2 separate regions of the Canis lupus genome follow, and region 1 is linked to region 2. The links are chromatin contacts, called in public Hi-C maps. All regions are on one chromosome and are shown on one strand. Each heading gives the region's core, a stretch centred on a gene start, on an enhancer-like site or on the middle of the called end of the contact. The rest is flanking DNA. Distances are from core to core; before and after follow the strand shown.

Region 1 (5,398 bases), core at 1,334-3,833, 350 kb before region 2:
ATGAATGAATAAAAATTTAAAAATCTGAAAAAAAAAGAAATGAGCTAGACAAAGTATTGAATAAAAAAAGAGAAGTAATATAGAGAATGAAGTCTACAGCTTTGGTGACCATTCATCCTGGTTTGCCAAGGCAGCTGCAATTTCTATCTGTTGTCCCAGCATAAATATTAATAGGACTTTCATTTTCAATAGTTTACACAATGTATTGTATGGCCATTCTATCTGTGAATATTAAATCACAAAAACTCAAAACCACACTACTTATGTTTGGTACATACATATTTAACGACATTTATTGGTGAGGGGATTTATATTAGGATGATAAAGGAAATAGAAATAAATGAATGATACTGTGCCATAACTGAGTATAGGGGCACCTGGGTGGCTCAGTGGTTGAGCATCTGCCTTTGCCTCAGGTTATGATCCTGGGATCCTGGAATGGAGTCTAATACAGGACTCCCTGCAGGGAGAACTCTGCCTATGTCTCTGCCTCTCTGTGTCTCTCATGAATAAATAAAAAAAACAAAAACAAAAACAAAAAAGCAACTGAGTATAAAATACTGTTCTCTAAGGTAGATAATAATATTTAACTCTAGTTTGAAAAAAGTTAAACACTTACAGTACTTCTGGTACTAAAAATGTGGTAGTTTGGGCTGTTAGTGGAATACCTATGGAGAAAAAGGTCAAATATAAGTATTAAAATAATTTCTCCTCCAAATAAGAGGGATTCTATAGTAAACCCAGAAGTGGACATAAGTCCATAGGGAAGTTTTGTATAGGACAGAGGTGATACTCAATAAATGGAGCTGGAAAATGGATCTGGATTCATAAGGAGAAAGAAATAATCGCAGTCCTACCATAGATCATTTATGAAAACCAACTCCACTGGGATAAGAAATATCAAAAACATTAATACTCTTAGTAGAAAATTTAGGTAAATGTCTCTCAGATGCTCAGGAAAGAAAGAAATCATTGAAATAAGACAACTACCCTGAATTCTCCACCCCAAAAAAGCTAACAATAAAAAAAATCATTACATCAAATTTAAGAAATTTTGTCCTTTAAGAGAACACCTTATTAAGAAATAAAATTCAAGGAGCCAGTGACTACTATGGGAAATAATATGTTTGTCTTCATTAAACTCTCACTGAAAATTTAGGGAAGGGAAAGAAATTTAGCATCTCCTTCATTTATGAACGTAGAGCAGGGGTTAGCAAGTTGGGGTCAAATTCCTCCCGTTTTTGTAAAGATTTTCATTGACACACGGCCACACCCATTGGCTTACTAGTGTTGAGTTGTGCATTACATCACCCGAAAGGCCTTACTATCTGGCACTTACAGAAAGTTTGGTAACCTCTGGTGTACACCATAAAGTCTATAAAGTCTTTGAATTCACAGGCCATGCTTGATAATATCCCCCATCCCTATACTGACCCATTTGCCAGGCACGTGTTGGGAGCTAAATATATCTTTGCATTCAAGCCTCGCTACCACCCCACGAGACAGGTTTTATTTTCTTCACTTTATAGAGGAGAAAACAGAGGTTGACACAGTTCTGCCAGAATGCTATCTTTTTGCTTTCTCTCAAGGCTACTCTATCTCTGTCCGATCTCCCCCAAGTGTCCAAGGAGGGGCTGTGGATCCCTTCCCTCAGCAATCTCTGGAATGGTTGATTTATTGTCAGGGTTCTTACGTCCTAATGTTAGAGGGTAATACAGCCAAACCTCCATCGAAGAGAATAGTCACAGAAGGCTAATCATCTGTTTTTTTAACCCATGTTAGAAATATTTCTAAAATATTTCGATCCATTTTCCAACCCAGCAGTTGCTACCCAACCGAAGAAAACTCACACTTGGCATTGAGGATTTCTCAGAACTTTTTAAGTTTTCACTCCCTAAATCCCATCACAGGAAACAACTCCCATTCCTCATGCAGGAATTACACCCCCTTACATTTATTTGTTTAGTTTATAAAGCACTTTGTCACAAATCAAGTGCACCTGCCTCCCAGGTAACTTCCGCCACCTAGTCACCCCAGGGAAGTGCCCTCGCCCCGGCCTCCCTCCCCGGGAGCGACTTGTGGGTTCCCCCTCCCTCCTCTGCTCAAGCTGGAGGAAACGAAAGGCTCCGCTGCCCGCAGGGGCAGCGACGCGGAGTGACCGAGACCCTGGAAGAGCGAAGCCCTAAAGCTGCGCCCTCGTCCTCCGCGACTCTCGGAAGGGGGCGGCGGGGCGAGGCGAGGCGAGGCGAGGCCGGGCGGGGCGGGGCTGCGTCCCCAAGGGCGACCTCCGCCGGGGCCCCCGGGCGCCACTGGCATCTCTACCTCCACAGGGCAGAGCCGCAGCAGCTCAGCCACGACAGCAACACCGCCAATCCCCGGGCTGACATGGCGCACAGCCGGCCTCCGCCCAACCGCCCAACCGCCCAACCGCCCGAGCCGCGCCAGCCCCGGCCCAGCGCGCTCCCGGGGGCGCCAGCGGACAAGGGAGGAGGCGGGAGCTGCTGCTGCGGCGGCGGCGCTGGGGACCGCGGGGCGGGGCGGGGTCCCGGGCCCCGCGGGTGCGCATGCGCGCCAGGGCAGGCCGCTACCTGCGCCACCCGCAGCCTCGCCGTTGGTGGGAGTCGAAAATGTAAACCAGACTTGAGGAAAGGCAGGCAGAAACCATGCCTGCTTGGAGTGAAAGAGCAAAAACCACTTCGGAAAGTCCCAGTTGACTAAACGAAGGTGAAGCTTTTAAATGACTATCTTTTAGCCCAAATTTTCGTTGTGACTGTAGAAATACTGCGACAACAAATACATATCCGGCAGTGCTTTCCAGGCACTCCATAGATGATTTTCAAGTTAGTGTTGTTACTGAGCACTTGCTTTATGCCCAGCACTACCTTGCGCACTGGAGTGCAAAGAAGTATCACAGCTTTCTGGTTTACAGAGGGATCGTAATCTGGTAAAGCCAAGATAAACACCAAAATTGTCACATGGTATTACCATTTATCTGCTTATTGGTTGTTAGACCAAATCATCTGAATCCTTGAGTGCTGCAACAGTATCTTTACTCCTCTTATGTCATCAGGGCCCAGTGCCACCAGTTTGGAGTAGGTCCTCAGTGTTTACTGACAACCAGTCATCGGGGAATAGTTTAATACTGCACTCTGTTCCTGGGGCCATTAGAGAACGTGACTGTGCGTTTGTGATGCGTATGTGGTAGACACTGCATGTAATGCGATTCTGTTCCCACTTTTTTATGAAGCTATTTTCTATCAGATTCGACGTCAGGTACTGTGAGCTGCAGTTGGAAGAGCATTAGTTCAGCAGTAGGAACACTTTACTCCGGAATCTCGCTGCAGCTCAAACACGAAGGGGAGTGGAACACAGAGGGTCTGGGCTCCGGACTCTCCCTACCGATTCAGTCAGCCAGCACCAGAGCAAGTTAATTTTTAAGTCCTGTAAAACAAGGGTAAGATACTCTTACTTACTTATATGGTTGTGGGATTTAAAAGAGCTAGGAGTATCGCAGTATTTGGCACAAACTATGCATCAGTATCGCCCTCCTACTCTCGGAGCCTGTTACTAATGTGCAAAATGGGAAGGGTTACAACTTTACTCGGGTTCTAGATGTTCGGTTCCAACATCCTCTATTGCTAGACTTTGGAGTTTGCCCTGTCGGATCCCGGTCCCATCTCTGTGCTTATTGCCCTCTAGTTCCCCCCCATTCTCAATCTGTACGTTTCCATTCCATCCTACTTGCATTTGGGAATTCCACCCTTCGTATTTCGTACACATGATCTCGTCCCTTAATACAGACAAGTCGTGTAAGAATAATCTGAAAACGTCTTCGGAGACGGAGACCTGCAGACAGCAAACAGCATGGCCCCAACAGGCGTCGCCTCCGCCCGGAGCGTTGCATGCCGGGAGTTGTAGTCCGACGCTCGAGCACGCACCTCCGCGCCTCTCGGGTTTGAAAAGCGGGAGCAGGGCGGGTAGGCGGGGCGTGGAGGCGAAGCGCCCTCGAGGCCCCGCCCCCGCCGCCTTCCGCTCGCGGGGTGCGCCCCGGGGTGGCGCGCCGGGCTGCGGAAGGGGCGTGGCCTCGGTCCGGGTGGCGGCGGTTGCCGCCACCGGGGCCTCTTCCTGCGGGCGGTGCTGCGGCGGCCGGCCTGCGCGGGGCAGTCATGGGCGCCCGGTGAGCGGGCTGTGGCGGAGAGCGGGGCGGGGCCTGGCTGGAGGGTGGCGGCCCGGCGGGGGCGGGGGCGGGGGCGGGGGCGGGGCCGGGGCCGGCCTCTGGCTCCTTCTTCCTCCGCATGTGGCTGGCGGCCGCAGAGCGGTTGAGTTCGCGCACTCCCCGCCGCCCGCGTCCCTCTCGGGCTCTCCTCGCGTCACTGGAGCCATGGCGCTCGCCGAGACCGACGCGGCGGCCTCGTCCCTGCCCAACGGCGACTGCGGCCGCCCCGGGGCGCGGCCCGGGGGAAACCGGGTGACGGTGGTGCTCGGCGCGCAGTGGGGCGACGAAGGCAAAGGGAAGGTGGTGGATCTGCTGGCGCAGGACGCCGACATCGTGTGCCGCTGCCAGGTGAGGCGACCGGGCTCTGACGGGAAGCCGGGCCCCAGAGCGCGGGCGCGGAGCCCGGATCCGTCGTCCAGAAGGTGTCACCTTGAGCTTGCCTCCTCGGGGCTGCGGCGACGTGGGGCCATGGCGGGAGGTCCGAGACCCCCGACCCGCTGTCTCGGGGTGTGGGGTTGCGGCGGCCCCGGAGGAAGAGCAGGGGTGACCGGGAGCCTCGCAGAGATGCGCGAAGCCCCGGCAGCTGCGGTTTTCCGTCTGGGGGCCAGTGCCCAGCCCCGAGCCCGGGGCCGCGGTGGCGGGCAGGATAGGGTCCGGGTTGGAGGAGCTGCCGCCCGAGGCCTGCTCCCGACTCCGGGCGGAGACCCCGCACGGCGCAGAGCTCCCCCCTCCCCCCAATCTCCCACCCAGCGAGAGCGAGTGGCAGTGGATTGTTCCAAAGCGTCCGAAAACCCCCGCGACCCCCCCCCCCCCCCCCCACCTGCAGGCCCCCGGCGCCCAGACCGCTGGCTCCTCGCTGGCTGCTCGAGTCCACTTTGTGGTCGTGAGAGCCCTCCGCCGGGCCGTGGACCCTTCCTGGCCGCGGTCTGCCGCTCCGTACCCGCGTGTTCATAGTACGGGTAGATTATTCCTGCCCGTTGGTCCCAGAGGAAAGAATCCCGGCTCTTTCGCGAGCGAGGCAAGTAAACACACGGTTGTCAAATCTGGTATTTAGAACTATATTTACATTGTTAGGCTCCCCGGGAAAGTGAACTTTCGGGAAATGGATTGGTAATGTACTTCCTACCGGGAGACACGTGGTTTTCAGTGGAAGCTTTCTTCCTATTTGTCGCTCTTCAGAAG
Region 2 (4,885 bases), core at 1,752-4,251:
TTCCAGACAGTTTACTATTTCTCTCCCCCCTCTACCCCAGAAGCAAAAGGAATCTAAATAGCAGTGAACAACAACAAAAAGCATTTTAATCCCAAGTGATCTCAAAAAGCAACATCTCAAAGCCTTTCTTAACATTTCAAAACTTGAAATATTTCTGTGTATTAAAGTTATTTACTTGCTCGAGCAAAAGGGATAAAAATTAAAACTACACAAGCCCAAGACTTTCAACTCCAATAAGATGTTCATTTAATACTCGGTTTCATATATTATTCCTAAACTGGGTTAGAAAAGTAATGTGATTTTTTTAATTAAATCAACAAAACACCAAAACAGAAATATGCTCAATCTAATCTCTTGCTACTCCTACCTTTAGGACACATAAACCTGATTAAGTCCTTTCCTCTGGGTCTCGCTGGCTCCAGGTCTGTTACATCGGTGGAAAAAAAGCGGACTAAGAGAGACAGATGCAAAGTGGAGATGATGTTAGAGAGGAATAAGATACCTTCTCCACCACAGATCCGCACACACTAACTCCCTGTCTGTGTGTTAGAATAAAAGGCTGAGGGATGGCAGGCTGTCAGCTGCTCTGACATCATGTTCAGATGGAAATGCTACCTCCAGCTGTGCTCCTTTTAATGCCATATGCTACTCCTCTACACTCCTGCCACCAGCTTTTTCTTAGGAGAACTTTTCTCTTCTGTTAGTATAAACAAAATACTTCAAAGTCTCCCTTTTTTTCCAAACTTTCTAACAGAAAGAAATTGAAAAACTCAGCATATGGAGTTCTACTGTATTTATGGAATAGCAACACTTCTGTCTTAAGTTGGTGGACTGGCTCACATACTGACAGCACACTCAAGCCACGGTGCTATTCAGGAAATCCAGATTCACTTTTATTCAACTCCAACGTTTAGTTTCAAAGGCAGCTTAGGGATATTTTTAAACCAACCCAATTGACATCTCCAGTCCCATTTCAACATTATTACGGTACTTTCATTTTTTTTTTTTTTCCTGCCAAGATAATGGCATACATGTCTCAATGCTGGGAGACTATACAGAACTATTACTACAGCCGGGTTCACCTTATTATTTCCCTCTTAATTTTAACTATTTGTGTCCTACAACCTACTCAATAAAATTTCTACATTGCCACTACATGCAAATTTCAACTCTCACTATCAACAAGGTGAAACTGCACTTTCTGAAATCCTGGAAAGTACTTCAGTTCAATGAGACAAATTAATAAACTGATACAACCTGCTACGGCCGCTTAAAATGAACACTGCACCTGCATATCTGATCTGACTCTCCGCTCAGGGGAGAAAAAAAAAATTAAAAAAAAAAAAAAAGCAGAACTTTGTCTTCCCCTTGATCTGTGTCCCATAACAATCTTTTTTTGGGTCACTCTGTGATGTTTCGTGATCACAAGAAAACCTTTCAGCTTTCAGTAAGAAGGGGGGGGGGCAAGTCTAGTAAGTTTGGGAACTTTTCAGCTCGACTTTGTGGGTCTTTTTCTAATGGCTGATGAAATCATAACGTAACCCGGGCTGGGCTGCCCCGTGCCCTGCAAGGTGCTGCGACATCTGTGAATGTCAAAGCCATCCCCACGGGCTCGGGAGGGCGAGGCGCAGCGCAGGCCCGAGGCGCGAGCGTCGCAGCCCTGCTGGTCACCGCCCGGTCCTCACCCGAACACCGCGGCACAGTTAACCAGTAACAAACACCGGCGTCTCCGTCCAGTCTCCCTCGCTCTGCCAAAGTCACAGACCGAACTTTCTCTAACTTCGCGGTGAATGACAGGATGACGAACGCCTATTGCGGGAGGCACTCTTCGGGAGCCACATTCCTTCCCAGCCACACAACCTATTCTCCACAAATGCCCTCGCCCCATTCCAACGTATCAGACATTAATCACCCCATTTACCCGGTGGGGTGGGGGGTGAGTGACAGTTTAATGAGTCCCAAGCACCGCAATGGGCCAGCGACTCCCACCCCACAAATCAACCCCTTCGCAGTCCTGCTACCGCGGGGTCCAGGGACGGACTGTGAGGCTGGGCTTCTGTTTCTCCCGAGGGGTGGGGGCGAGGGTGCGGAGTGGGGCCGGGGGTGGGGTGGGTAAGAAATGCAAATCTCCACGTAGTTCGCCGTGCATAAAACACACGGGGAAAGAGGAAGGTTAAACCACAGGGAAGGAGGTGGAGGGCGGAGAGCCGGTGCAGCAGGAAAACACCTTCCACAGCAGACGAGAAAACAGACCCGGGTCACGGCAACAACAAAAGAAAAGTCGTAAGAAGCAGCCCGCGGGAGGAGGGTGGCTGCTACCGCTTCCCCGACGCCGCGGCGCGCGAGCCCCCGGGGCCTCCCGGCAACTGCACCAGCCCGGGAGGGGCCCCTCCCCCGCCGGCCCCCTCCCCCCCGGGCGCCACTGCAGCTGCACCGGTCCCCGGAGCCGCGGCCGTCCCGGGCGCCGCTGCAGCTGCGGCGGCTCCCAAGCCCCCCTCCCCCAGCCCGCCGCCCTCCGCACCCGGGAGGCGCCGCCGCAGCTGCACGGGCCGGGAGCCCGCCCCGCGCCGCAGCTGCACCGGCCGCGGGGAGGGGGGCGGGGGGCGCGGCGCGGAGCCGGCGAGCCCGCACCCCGCCCGACCCCGCAGCTGCGGCGGCCCCGTCCCCGCGCCCGGCCTCCCGCAGCTGCGCCGCCCCCCGCCGCCCCAACCGCTCCGAGCACACAAACTAAACTCCACTCGCGGGGGCGCCCCCGGCCCGGCCCGGCCCGCCCTCCGCCCGCCCCGGCCCGGCCCGGGCCGCACAGCTGGCGCCCCCCGCCCGCCAGGGGGGCCGGGCGCGGAGGGGGCGCCGGGTCAGGGGCCGGGGCGGGCGCCGGCACTCACACGGAGCGGCCCTAAGTCACCGCGTCCCCGCCGCCGCCGCCGCCGCCGCCGCCGCCGCCGCCGCGTCCTCCGCCTCCTCCTCCTCTTCCTCCCGGCCGCCGCCGCCGCCGCCGCCGCCGGACTTGGTGGGCTTCCTCCTCCTCTGGCCCCCCTCCCTCCCGGCCCCCCCGCCCCCCAATCCCGGCTCCGTCGCCCGCTCCCCCTGCCCCCTCCCTCCCTCCCACCCACCCCCGCTGGCAGCCGGAGGAGCGCGGCGGAGCGAAGAGGGCCCCACTCTCAACGGCTCCCCATGGCAGCAGCCCAGCGGCGGCCGCAGCCTGCCAGACACAGCGAGGGAGCGAGCGAGGGAGCGAGTGCGGAGCCGCCGGCCGGGAGGGGGGGCGGGGAGGGGGGGCGGGCGGGGGAGGGGGAGGGGAGGGGGCGGGAGGACGCACCACGCACGCACGCGGCGGCGCCGGCCAGATGTTCCCCCCCGCCCGGCCTCGGCCCGCCCCTCTCCTCCCCCTGCCTCCCTCCCTCCCGGCGTTGGGCCCCTGCGATTGACCGTAAGCGGCTGGGCCGGCGCTCCCCGCCCGCCCCCAGCGCGCGGCCTCCTCCAATGGGAGGGCGGCCTCGCGGGAGGGCGGGGGGAGTGGCGGGCGACCGTCGGACTGACAGGAGGGCGCAGCCAATGGGCGAGGCGGGCCGGAGCTGCCGCTCGCGCGAGCCAATCGCGGGCAGGAGCTGTTGCGGTGGGCGGGGCCCGGGCGGGCGGGGGGCCGGTAGCGAGGCGGCGCGGGGCGGAGTCCTCGGGCGCAGCGGCGGCGGCGGCAGCGGCGCCCCTCTGGGTGACTTGGCCGTGAGAAAGTGAAAGGAGCCCGCAGGCGGCAGCGACAGCTGCGCTGGGAGGGGCCTGTCTCCGGGCTCCGGGGCCTCGCGCGCCCCGGGGGGGTGCGGCGCGACCTTCTCGGGGCGCACCGTGACCACCAGAAACACACTTTTAAAAGCGCTGGGGCCGGCGTGCGCCGAGTTGCGCAGGTATCCTCGGGAGGCAGGGCGCGCGGGGACGCGGGGGACGCGGCGCAGTCGTGGCCCGCCCGAGCGCGGGGAGCGGAACCGAGCGGCGCCCGCGCTCCGTCCCGCCCCCCCGCCCCCCCGCCCCCCGGTGCAGGTCGGGGCGCCGCGGCCGCGGGCTCCGGGAGGCCAGTCGGGGCGTCGCTCCCCGGACGAGGTCTGGCTCCGGGAGACACGCCTGCGGCCCCCGCGGCCCCGGGGCACTCGCCCTCTCACCAGCACACACTCCCAAGCGACCAAATTCTAGAGAACTCCGGTAAAATTGGTAGTTGTGGAAGCCGTAGCCGGATTCCTTAATTGGTACGTATCAAGCCACAGCGTTCAGCCACCGAGGGAAGATGTGAGACAGACTGCGGTGCCGCTGTCCCCTCCCTCCAGAGGAACTTTTATCTGATCCTGCCTCTTGGCTATGAAAGTGGGTCCATCACGGCAACGGAGAAATGTAGAGACTTCGCAAGAAATTGCAAATCTTGTTGAGGCGGGGATGACAAAGTGGAGCAGCAAGTAAAAAAAAAAAAAAAAAAAAAAAAAGGTTCAAGAATGTACAATAGCAAATTGCACAGTAAGGAAGTCAGTGCACTAGTAATTGTCACATGAAATGTGTTTATTCTTTGCTAACTGAACCGGGACTGGCAAGCCTGTTGCTAACCAACTTGCCAGGAGACCTTTCAACTGAGCAAAATGTGCTTTCACTTTGTTCCAGGTCAAATGGGTAAACTAAGTTGAGAGCATTGTGTGGGCAAATCAGACATGTTGAATTACTAATGAAGTCCAAACAGGAGCACGTAACATTCCTGGAGCTGAAATACAGTTGGGCTGTCCTGTTAGAAACAATCCGATGTTCTCTTTCCTGGGCTTTTTCACATGCCCTCGGGATGGATCACTGAGATCAAGGCCATCCTGTGATAATTAGTTCCTTAGTTCATGAAACATACCGTTGTATGTAT

Evidence for each region. A called contact is a pair of places that touch in the nucleus more often than the background predicts.
Region 1: a Hi-C map of blood shows a contact between it and region 2, with 9 times the contacts expected there. The contact joins the promoter of ADSS2 here to the promoter of ZBTB18 in region 2. A contact is called at or near these places in 3 of 9 Hi-C or Micro-C datasets (blood and liver).

What each region holds. Positions count from the first base shown.
Region 1 is chr7:35,419,556-35,424,953 of UU_Cfam_GSD_1.0, reverse strand. It overlaps ADSS2 (adenylosuccinate synthetase isozyme 2), which reads left to right and starts at 2,583. Exons shown (of 15, transcript XM_038542750.1): 1 at 2,583-2,724; 2 at 3,262-3,454. It overlaps CATSPERE (cation channel sperm-associated protein subunit epsilon), which reads right to left and starts at 2,930. Exons shown (of 23, transcript XM_038542744.1): 1 at 2,589-2,930; 2 at 620-668. The coding sequence starts at 2,827.
Region 2 is chr7:35,066,291-35,071,175 of UU_Cfam_GSD_1.0, reverse strand. ZBTB18 (zinc finger and BTB domain-containing protein 18) reads right to left here and starts at 3,001. Exons shown (of 2, transcript XM_038542739.1): 1 at 2,886-3,001. LOC111096696 (a long non-coding RNA gene) reads right to left here. Exons shown (of 4, transcript XR_005362219.1): 4 at 4,412-4,885.